2 separate regions of the Mus musculus genome follow, and region 1 is linked to region 2. A link is a contact called in public promoter capture Hi-C data. All regions are on one chromosome and are shown on one strand. Each heading gives the region's core, a stretch centred on a gene start, on an enhancer-like site or on the middle of the called end of the contact. The rest is flanking DNA. Distances are from core to core; before and after follow the strand shown.

What was found. Capture Hi-C pulls out chosen DNA fragments and counts their contacts.
Region 1: a contact with region 2 is called in a promoter capture Hi-C map of adipose tissue. The contact joins the promoter of Psmb4 here to the promoter of Selenbp1 in region 2. A contact is called at or near these places in 6 of 39 promoter capture datasets (embryonic stem cells, fetal liver, macrophages and 1 more), 12 of 484 Hi-C or Micro-C datasets (the G1E-ER4 cell line, the HL-1 cell line, embryonic fibroblasts and 5 more), 7 of 115 datasets of contacts at active chromatin or transcription factors (the SCID.adh cell line, embryonic stem cells, epiblast stem cells and 3 more) and 3 of 9 other capture datasets (adipose tissue, liver and pancreatic islet).

What each region holds. Positions count from the first base shown.
Region 1 is chr3:94,883,930-94,888,873 of GRCm38.p6, forward strand. It overlaps Psmb4 (proteasome (prosome, macropain) subunit, beta type 4), which reads right to left and starts at 3,029. Exons shown (of 7, transcript NM_008945.3): 1 at 2,840-3,029; 2 at 2,512-2,718; 3 at 2,146-2,292; 4 at 1,731-1,812; 5 at 988-1,104; 6 at 742-830; 7 at 395-511. The coding sequence starts at 2,979. The coding sequence ends at 499.
Region 2 is chr3:94,930,604-94,935,651 of GRCm38.p6, forward strand. Selenbp1 (selenium binding protein 1) reads left to right here and starts at 2,480. Exons shown (of 12, transcript NM_009150.3): 1 at 2,480-2,559. The coding sequence starts at 2,556.

The DNA.
Region 1 (4,944 bases), core at 1,779-4,278, 46 kb before region 2:
GCCTTTAATCCCAGCACTTGGGAGGCAGGCGGATTTCTGAGTTTGAGGCCAGCCTGGTCTACAAAGTGAGTTCCAGGACAGCCAAGACTATACAGAGAAACCCTGTCTTGAAAAACCAAAAAAAAAAAAAAAAAAAGGAAAATAATTGAGAAAGACAACCTCTGGGCACACACATTAAGACTTAAATGGTTCTCTCCAGGAAAGGAAACAGCACGGACATGGTACAAAGCAGTACTTGGTAGCTGAGGTCTCAATGTGACCATGTTAGAATAAACACTGAATTGCCAGCTATGCCAGAAGCTTTTACCTCTAGCTTTTGGGAGGCAGATTTCTGCGTTCCAGGCAAGCCTGGGCTACATAAATCCTGTTTCAAAACACAAAATCCAACTCAGCGAACACTTCAAACGACTGATTTATTTTACAAAAGTCTGCCTTTGAGCCAGCTACAGTCACGTTTAGAAGAGCAAAGCTTCAACACTCTGGACATTCAACTGGATTTCATTCAAAGCCACTAAAGAAAGAAGAAACATTTAGGGAAAATGAAGGCGGATAAAGGCATCAACTTCTGAAGGAGCTCCCCATTTCCAAGACCACCCACCTGGAGAGTTCCCCCGCCCCCAACCTGGAGAGGTTCCCTCCAAAACCACCCACACAGAGTTTCTGCTTGAACCCTCCAGAAGAGCCATTCTGTAAAAGTCAAGAGCTTCCCTGTGTCACCGATCCCTACTGTAGCTTGCTCACCTGATCATGTGAGCGATGTCCCAGTTGGTCTGTGCGGACAGCGGTCCTTCTATCTCGACACCCTTTTCAGTCACAGTGGCAATTTGAAACTGAAAGAAGGCAAAGCGTGCAATGATAGCGTCTCACTATGTAAACCAAGCTCGCCTCAAATGCAGAGTCCCACCCACCCCTGTTTCCCTACTGGGATTAAAGGCATGTGCCACCATGCCTGGCTCCAGAATTTGTACCTTCCAGCCCATTTCTCACCCGGTTATACGAACGGGCATCTCTGTAGTACAGCACTCTCATGCAGCGCTCCACAAGCTCCCGAGCCTCAGTCTGACTCAGCACTGGCTGCTTCTCTAGAACTTCTCGAAGCAGAGGCTACACAGGCGGGCAAAACATTGGAGAAATTAGACTGGCTTAACAGAAGGCAACCTACTCTAACCCATGTAAACAGGCACCAAAGTGGATGAGTTTTCTACCCACTGTTTCAAAAGAATTAGGTGCTGGCTTTGTTTGTTTGACATTGAATTCTTTTGTATGGGTATGTGCACATGCACGCAGAAGTGAGAAAACAGCTCTTAGGTGCTGGTTGTCTCCTCCACCATGGTGACCCCAGGCTGCCTGTCAGCCTTGGAAAGTGACTTAACCCAAGGAGTCTTTGTTTTGTGTTTGAAATAGTCTTGCTATGCAGCCTACATACATGCAGTCTTGCTATGCATGGTCCTCCTGGCCTCAGCCTCCTGTGCACTAATATTACAGATATGTGCCACCATGCCCAGCTAAGACTCTCTTAAAAGTGGGGAAGCCTAGGGCTGCCACTGTTTCCATTCCAAGGCTGTTTCTTGTCACTGGAAGTTAATGTAAACGTATTCTCCTTAGACAAAGAAAACCAGCTGCCCAACGTTAGGATTCCAGCCTCTCTTATCAAAATTCCAAGGGAAAGAGATTAACATTGCCTTCTCATTTCTATTTCTCTTCTCCCCATCGCTAGGCCCACTACTTACCTGAGCCAAGTATGCACCATAACCAGTGGCCAGTGAAGGGGCTTCATAAGCTACACCAAGCATGTCCACATAACCGAGGAAGCTAGAGGGACAAACACATCAAAGAACTGATCTAATCTTCCATTTCTTAGCTGTGTCCATTAGGTCTGAATTAAAAGATGGAAATTCTCTGGGGTCAAAGTGCCTGAGGGTGGGGAAGCAGGATAGCTCGGTGGTGAGGGCACTTGCCAGCATGCCCGATGACCCAAGTTTGATCTCTAGAATCCACAATGCAGAAGATGCATGCACACACAAACACACACACAGTACTACACAAGCACAAATACCAAAAGAAGTGTAAAGAACCATTCTGTTTAAAGACTGAAGAGACACTACATAGGTGCTAGGTTAGGCGGTCAAGGAAGTTATCAAATACCTTTCTCCGTCAGCATAGCCTCCAATGACCATGGTGTTCCACAGGGGATTCATCTTGGAGCGGCGGCTGTACATGGCTCTTGTCAACCATGAATGAATAGCTCTAGGGCTATAGCTGTGTCCATCTCCCAACAGCTCTTCATCAATCCTTAAATACAATTGAGAAAGCAATGATAACAGGTCAGGCTCCCCATCCCACTCCCTGTTCTACACACAATTCTACAATCCAAGACCACCCCCCCCAATACCAAAAAGTATTCCAAACATTCACAAATGTCTCAACAATTACCCAAAGTCTCAAGTCCCTCCATCCCGCCTACAGGAATAATAAACGGAAGGCTGTCCGCTCCACTTGGAGGCGACTTACACCATCTGGCCGAGAACTTGTTTCAAATACTGGAAATCAGCGTAGTCTCCCGAGGCACCCAGCATAGTGCTGTCGTTGACTCGCATAATACGAGAGATATTGCGGAAACGAGCCAGGGAGCCGTAGGAGCCCAGCATGTCTGCAGCAATCACCACTCCGCCGTCGAACTTCACCCCGAGTACCGATGTCCCGGTCACCATGGGGTTCCTGAATCGTGAAAAGGGTCCCTGAGCGCGAGGCCGGAGCCCCGATTGCTGGCGCCCGCGCATCAGAGGTCCCCGCATCCCGGCCCGCCGCCCATTCCCGGCGCGGTGAGAGCGCGACTCACTGGGTCCGAGTGATGGGACCCTCGCAGGGCGCCGACGCCGGGTCCATGAGGCCGCTGGGGGTGGCCGGGATGCGGTAAAACTGCCCTGGAGCCGGACCCCCGGCCCAGTGGCCAGCCCGTGACTCCCAAAACGCTTCCATCTTAGTCACCTCAGCCGACAGAAATGAAAGCGCTAGCGTCACCGGAAACGGAAGTGGTCCTTTGCCACGCCTCTCTTCTTCCTGCCTGCCTCTTCCATGGGTCAGGACTCCGGCTCTGTATTTATAAAGCCGTTTGAGGAGTCCTGGTCCAGAGTAGCCGCCAAGACTGACAGAAATGCACAAGGCCGCATCCCCGTATCCCACTGCAGTAGGGATGCCTAGATCCCAGTATTCTGACAATTCAGGAGGAGCAGGCCGTGTGGGACAAGCACCAGGACCTGTTACCATGTGCTTTTTGGATCAATATCAAAAACAAGGCTTGAAGAATCACTGGACCCAAGCTCTCTTACTGTTTTACTTCTCAGAGCCGGCCAATAGAGCAGGCATTATCAACTTATTTGATAGATAAGAAGCCGAAGCATAAGATACAGTGGTTTACCCCGTTACAGTCAATAAAAGGTAGAAAAGATACAAACCAAGGGGAGAGATGGCCCACGTTTATAGCACTGGGGTTCGAATCTAAGCACCCACGGGGTGGCTGACAATCACCTGTAACTCCTCTTCTAGCCCTGAGGGCACCAGGCACTTATGTGGTGAACAAGGGGGGGTGGGGGGGAGAGAAGAGGGAGAAAGAGAAAAATCTTAGTATTCAGAAGGCTGGAACAGAAGGAATGCCTCCAGTACAAGACCATTCTGGACTACACTCAGAGTCCAGGACAACCTGAACTACTGAGAGATCTTGTATTAAAAGAAAAAAGAATCCACAGTGAACTAGAGGCAGTGGAGGAATTCCCCTGCCCCCTCAAGATAGCATACAAAACAATAGGTTTCATTACAGCCTTTTCATCCTAGATGTCGTTTTACTCTACCCTCACTGGTGCCCATCTCAGTGCCTTCCCTGTCTTCCTGCTTCCTCCTCCCTGTCTAAGAAGACCCTTCGTGCTTCCACTGACACGTGTTCTATTACCTTCTAATCCTTCACCCGGGTCCCTAAAGAGCCTTTTCCTTATGAGCACCTTTCTACTTTCCTGACCTAATACACACATACAAACACACCTAGATTCCACATATGAGAGAATATTGATGTTGAAGTTCTGACCCAGAACAATTGGCTGAGGTGCATATTTAACATATTCAAGTCGACATAGCCTCCAGGTTCTCCCAGCATCCCTCAGTCCCTACCTGGCACAACCCACCCTTTACTCTGAACTTTTCCAGCCCAGGGGCCAGGATTCCCCTCCCCACAGAGGCTCTTTCCTATATAATCCAGACATTATTTGTCTGAATATTAATTTTGCCTAATATTCTCTTGTATTTCCTTCAGAGACTCTAGTGTATACAATCCTTTTTTAAAAAAGATTTATTTATTTATTATATGAGTACATTGTAGCTGTCTTCATACACACCAGAAGAGGGCATCGGATCCCATTACAGATGGTTGTGAGCCACCATGTGGTTGCTGGGAATTGAACTCAGGACCTCTGGAAAAGCAGTCAGTGCTCTTAGCCACTGAGCCATCTCTCCAGCCCTGTTTACCATCTATTTGAACATGTCCCTGTGGCTCTTAAAAAAAAAAAAAAGATTTGTTTATTTGGGGCTGGAGAGATAGCTGTTCTTCCTGAGGACCCAGATTTGATTTACAGAACCTACTTGGTGGCTAGTAACCATCTGTAACTCTAGTTCTATAGGGTCTGACATCATATTGCAGTGTGGGCACCAGCCACTCACATGCTGCATCCATACATATACTAAAATAATAGTAACTACCATCATTGCTTCTCAAAATGTTTTGTATGATGGGTGTTTTGCCTGCAGGTGTTCAGGACATGTGTGTGGTGTCTTTCAAAGCCAGAAGAGGGTGCTGTTTCCTCTGGAATTGTAGCTACAGGTGGTTGTAAGCCACCAAATGCTGGAATCAAATCAGCAATTTGCAAGAGCAGCAAATGGTCTTAATCACTGAGTCAT
Region 2 (5,048 bases), core at 1,230-3,729:
CTGGAGAAGGGCATGCTAGACTGGGGAGTGAGCCCTTCGGCTCCTGAGAAGGACTGGCAGCAGCTGCTGCTGGGAATGGGAAGAGGTCCTTCCAGCCCCACTGTGGAAGCCCAAGGCCCTGGGGTGATTCTGTTGGTAGCTGGCTTCTCTCCCTCGACTGGATTGGGACAACTCCCTAAAACAGCTTCATTAGCTCTGAAGCAAGATGTCAGTGAGAAAAACAGCAGACAGAAGTTAGGAGTGCTATGGAGAAACTGCCAAGACCAGCCAGGTCAGAGTGCAGGGCCAGGAATGAGCTCGTTGTCAAAACAGACTCAAGGACAAACAAAACTCGCCAGTGCTTCCTTTGGATTTATAGATTTAGGAGGGCAAGTAAGGAAGCAGCCTCAGGGCAGAGGCACACACTGGGCCAGCTTTGCAGCCTCAGGGCAGATGCACACACTGGGGCAGCTTTGTAGCCTCAGGGCAGATACACACTAGGGCAGCTTTGCAGCCTCAGGGAAGATGCACACACTGGGCCAGCTTTGCTGGCTGGCTGATTGTGGACAGTGAAGAAGCCAAGAGATTCATTTTTGTTGATTCATTTTCTCTACCCCCTTAAATCATTTAAAATATATATATTTATTTATTTATTTATTTAACCTGTATGTGTTTGCCTGAACTTATGGATGTACACCATGTGCCCATGGAGGCCAGAAGAGGGCATTAGATTTCCTGGAATTTGTGTTACTTGTGAGCCACCCATTGTTGGGTGCTGGGAACTGAACCTATGTCATCTGCAAGAGCAGCAAATGCTCTTAAACACTGAGCTAAATGTATCTCCAGCCCTCACTTACATCGTTTTCAGTGAACTTTTGTAAACTCCAGGTTTAGAAGCTGATGCCTTGAATCCACAGAAAGTCTAGCTTGGCATTTACTGTGTAGACCAGGCTGGCCTCTGACTCCATGCTGAGATTACAGGAGTGTGCTACCACACCTAGGCTGGGGAACTTTATGATGGGGAAATGACCTTTTTGACAGGCTTCTGAAGGAAGGTGACCAGTGCCCTGAGCCCTGTTTTGCACGCACGCACACACACACACACACACACACACACACCCTGCAACACACACTTTCCTTTCTTCCCTTCCACAAAATGCATTTACATCTGATACTCTATGCGGTGAGTTAATCCAGAGAAACTCCTCTCAGGCTGGGCTAGCTTCTTCCTTCAGAAGTAAAACGTGGCTTAAAATGTGTCACGTGAGCTCCAGCCCTGCCACCAGAGGCCTTCTCTCTATCATAACTGTACCTAGAGCGATTTCTTCTGGTGGTTATCTTGAGCCCACGTTACCCATTTCCCTATTCAATGAGAACCTCACTTCAGAGCTTTTATCTAAGATGAAAGTAGTGTCTACCGACAGTTGGATTCCCTGAAGTGTGTGGACAGGAGCCTTCCCTGGGCAAGCACCTCACACTGAGGACAGTGGCAGCCCGGGCTCCATGGGAGAGAGTGTTACATAGTCCTCCTGCTGAGCCCTTCAAACCCACACTTTCCTAGGTGAAGGGCAGCCCTGCACGGGGTTAACAGGATCAGGCCTCAGCCTAGCTTTGAGGAGCCCTGTTAATGGGCCTCAGTGAGAGAGGATATGTCTAATCCTGTTGGGACTAGATGTCCCAGGATGGGGTGACCCAAGGTGGTGGGGAGGGAGTAACAGGGGGAGGGATTTATAAGGGCAGGACTGGGTGGAGAGGAGGGGGAGGGGGGCTTCAATCCCAATGCAAAGTGAATAAAAATAAATAAATTACTGAAAAAAAACAAAGAGTTCTTCAGCAAGCAATGGTTTACTGGTGTATATTACAGCCTTGGCTCTGTGGGCAGCTGCTGTGGAAAGGCCTGGGGGAGGGGTCTGGGTGATCAGAACTGTTTCTTGGAGCATGAATGTCTAGAAGAAGAGGACAATCTTCAGAGAAAGCTGGCTTTCGATGCAGCAGTGGGAACAAACAGGTCCCTGAAATGTCCATGGGCATGGCCAGACACATAAACGAGCATTTGAAGGCACAGGAACATGTGAATGCATACATATAAACACTCCTCTCACACGGTTCCTGCTCACATGGGCACACACAGGCATATACACGTCCAGGCAGAAGCACATACAAATTCACACCCGTGCATACACAAACATAAAGGCACATGCATAGGAACCCACAGGAGAAGGCTACACAGGCACACAAACTTGATACAGACCCAGGCATCCAAAAATGGCTCAGATGTTTTTTGCATGTGTATATACACGTACACATGTGCACAAGTGTGCGTGCGTGCACACACACCCTGTAATTTCAACAGCCAGGCCACTTGACAGCTTCCTGGCTAGCTGCCCTTTATAGTTTACCCTGGAAGGCAGCCAGGTCCCTCCCCTTGCTCCACCTCTCCCCCAATTGGTTGCATAAATTCCCTCCCTTTGCCCCTTGCCTGTGCAGTCCGCACTTAATACCAGCACTGGTCTCTGCTGAGCCTCTGCTCGTTCCTGGCAAATCCTGCAGGACCCGAGTGTCAGCCAGCCAGCAGCATGGGTAAGGAAAAGGGTCTCAAACCATGTGTAGGCTGCCCGTAGTTTGGAGGGTCCTCCTCCTTCCAGGAAATGACCCGGAACTGTGGGGAGGACAGTGACAAAAGAGTTGGACTCTTGTTCCTACCCTACAGGCATGCGCATAGCAGCTCAAGTGAAAGCTTCATGCACACTATTTTTCAGCCTGGCCTAAGTTCTAAGGAACAGAAAGGGACCACCAGAAATGGTGGTTTTGTGAATCCTACCCGACCTCGGTAGGGGCAGGGCAGGAGCGGTGCAGCTTGTCACCCTCGTAAATAGACGATTCTGGTTTTAGCACGGGGTCAATGGGTTGGGGGGCGGGTGTTACAAAAGAACAATCATCACAGCCTGGATCTCTCAAGCTGCTTCATATCACCAGTCAATGGGGGAAGTCAGGGGCAGCCACACTAGCGCACTGAGGGCCTGATTCTGCGCCCCTCCCAAGTCCCACAGCCCTCTTATCCTTTTGCCTGCGAGCTCCTGGGTATCAGTCTGAGAGTCTGGGTTTCAGAAGGAATGTTGAGGCCCTGCTCCCCTTATTGCTGGCTCTTCCCTGGGCTAGTAGAAAGACCAGTGGCCACCCTGAAAACCCACTTGAACTTTGCCTGGATTCTCCAAACTCAAAATGTCATAGACCTTGCTTAAAATGCTTAAGACTGGAGGATGCCACACAGAGAAAGATGGTACCCCAGGCAACCTAGCAGCCTGGACCAAGCCTTGGGTGGTGGGATAAACCTCCTCCACTTCTCTCCTCCTCCTCCTCCTCCTCCTCCTGCTCCTCCTCCTCCTCCTCCTCCTCCACTCCTCTCCTCCTCCCTCCACTCCTCTCCTCCTCCTCCTCCTCCTCCTCCACTTCTCTCCTCCTCCTCCTCCTCCTCCTCCTCCTCCTCCTCTTCCTCCTCCTCCTCCACTTCTCTCCTCCTCCTCCTCCTCCTCCTCCTCCTCCTCCTCCTCCTCCTCCTCCTCTTCTTCTTCTTCTTCTTCTTTGGTTTTTTTGAGACAGGGTTTCTCTGTATAGCCCTGGCTGTCCTGGAACTCACTTTGTAGACCAGGCTGGCATCAAACTCAGAAATCTGCCTGCCTCTGCCTCCCAAGTGCTGGGATTAAAGGCGTGTGCCACCACCGCCCGGCTTCTCTCCTCTTCTTAAAGATGTTTTTATTTTATGAACATTTCTGTATGTTCATGTGTAGCACATACGTATCTAGTGCCAACTGGGGCCAGAAGAAGGTGCCAGACAGTTCTGAGTTCCATGGGTGTGTTCTTCACCCCTGAGCCGTTTCTTGAGTCCTAGAACAGAATTTGTTGTTGTTGTTATTGTTGTTAGGGTTGTTTGTTTGTGGTTGGTTGGTTGGTTGGTTTCTGAGACAGGGTCTCACTATGTAGCTCTGGCTGATCTGGAACTCACTGTATGTAGATCAGGCTGACAGAGATCCTCTGGCCTCTGCCTCTTGAGTGCTGGGTTTCATGTGTTGCACCCCTTTAAGTCAGTGTGTGGTGGCTCATGCCTGTCACCTCAGTGCTAAGGAGACTGAGGCAGAAGGATCTTGGGGAGATCGGGCTCCCCAACACCTTCTCGATGTGGATCTCCCGGCTGCAGAACTACAGAAGAGGCTGCTCTGGCCTTGAGGCTTCCTTATCATTTCCTTACATGTTTACTTGATGTTGTCTGCATAGGTGTTTGGCTTGCACTTATGTGCACCATATATGTACCTCTATGTGTGTGAGGCCAGAGAGGGTGTTGGATCTCCTGGAGCTGAAGTTACAGTTCTTTTTTTTTCTTTTTTTTTTTTTTCCTTTCCTGGCTGTCCTGGAACTCACTTTGTAGATCAGGCTGTCCTCGAACTCAGAAATCCACCTGCCTCTGCCTCCCGAGTGCTGGGATTAAAGGCGTGCATCACCACACCCGGCTGGAGTTACAGTTCTTAACCACCATGTGGATGCTGTGAATCAAATCTGGGGTCTTCATAAGAGCAGTCATTGCTCTTTTTTTTTTTTTTTAAGATTTATTTATTCGGTTTATGTATATGAGTACACTGTAGCTGTCTTCAGACACACCAGAAGAGGGCATCAGGTCCCATTACAGATGGTTGTGAGCCACCATGTGGTTGCTGGGAATTGAACTCAGGACCTCTGGAAAAGCAGTCAGTGCTCTTAACCGCTGAGCCATCTCTCCAGCCCCAGTCATTGCTCTTAACCTGACCCATGTCTCTAACCTCTCTCCGGCCTGCTTGTGGACCTGGGTCAGGGCAGGGGGCAGAGCACAGGCCTGTGAGCTCCACTTCAGAATTTCTTTCAACCTACATGAGCCTGTTCAACCTCCCCAGTCTGGCCCACACTCAAAAAGCTGGAATCTTGGCAACTGTCTTGTCAGACTGTAGGGTCCGGAAGGGCCTCTCCCTACAGCTGTGGTCACTAGGAAAATAGAAAGAAGCCTAAGGACACACAGCTGGCATCAGTCTTGACCAAACACA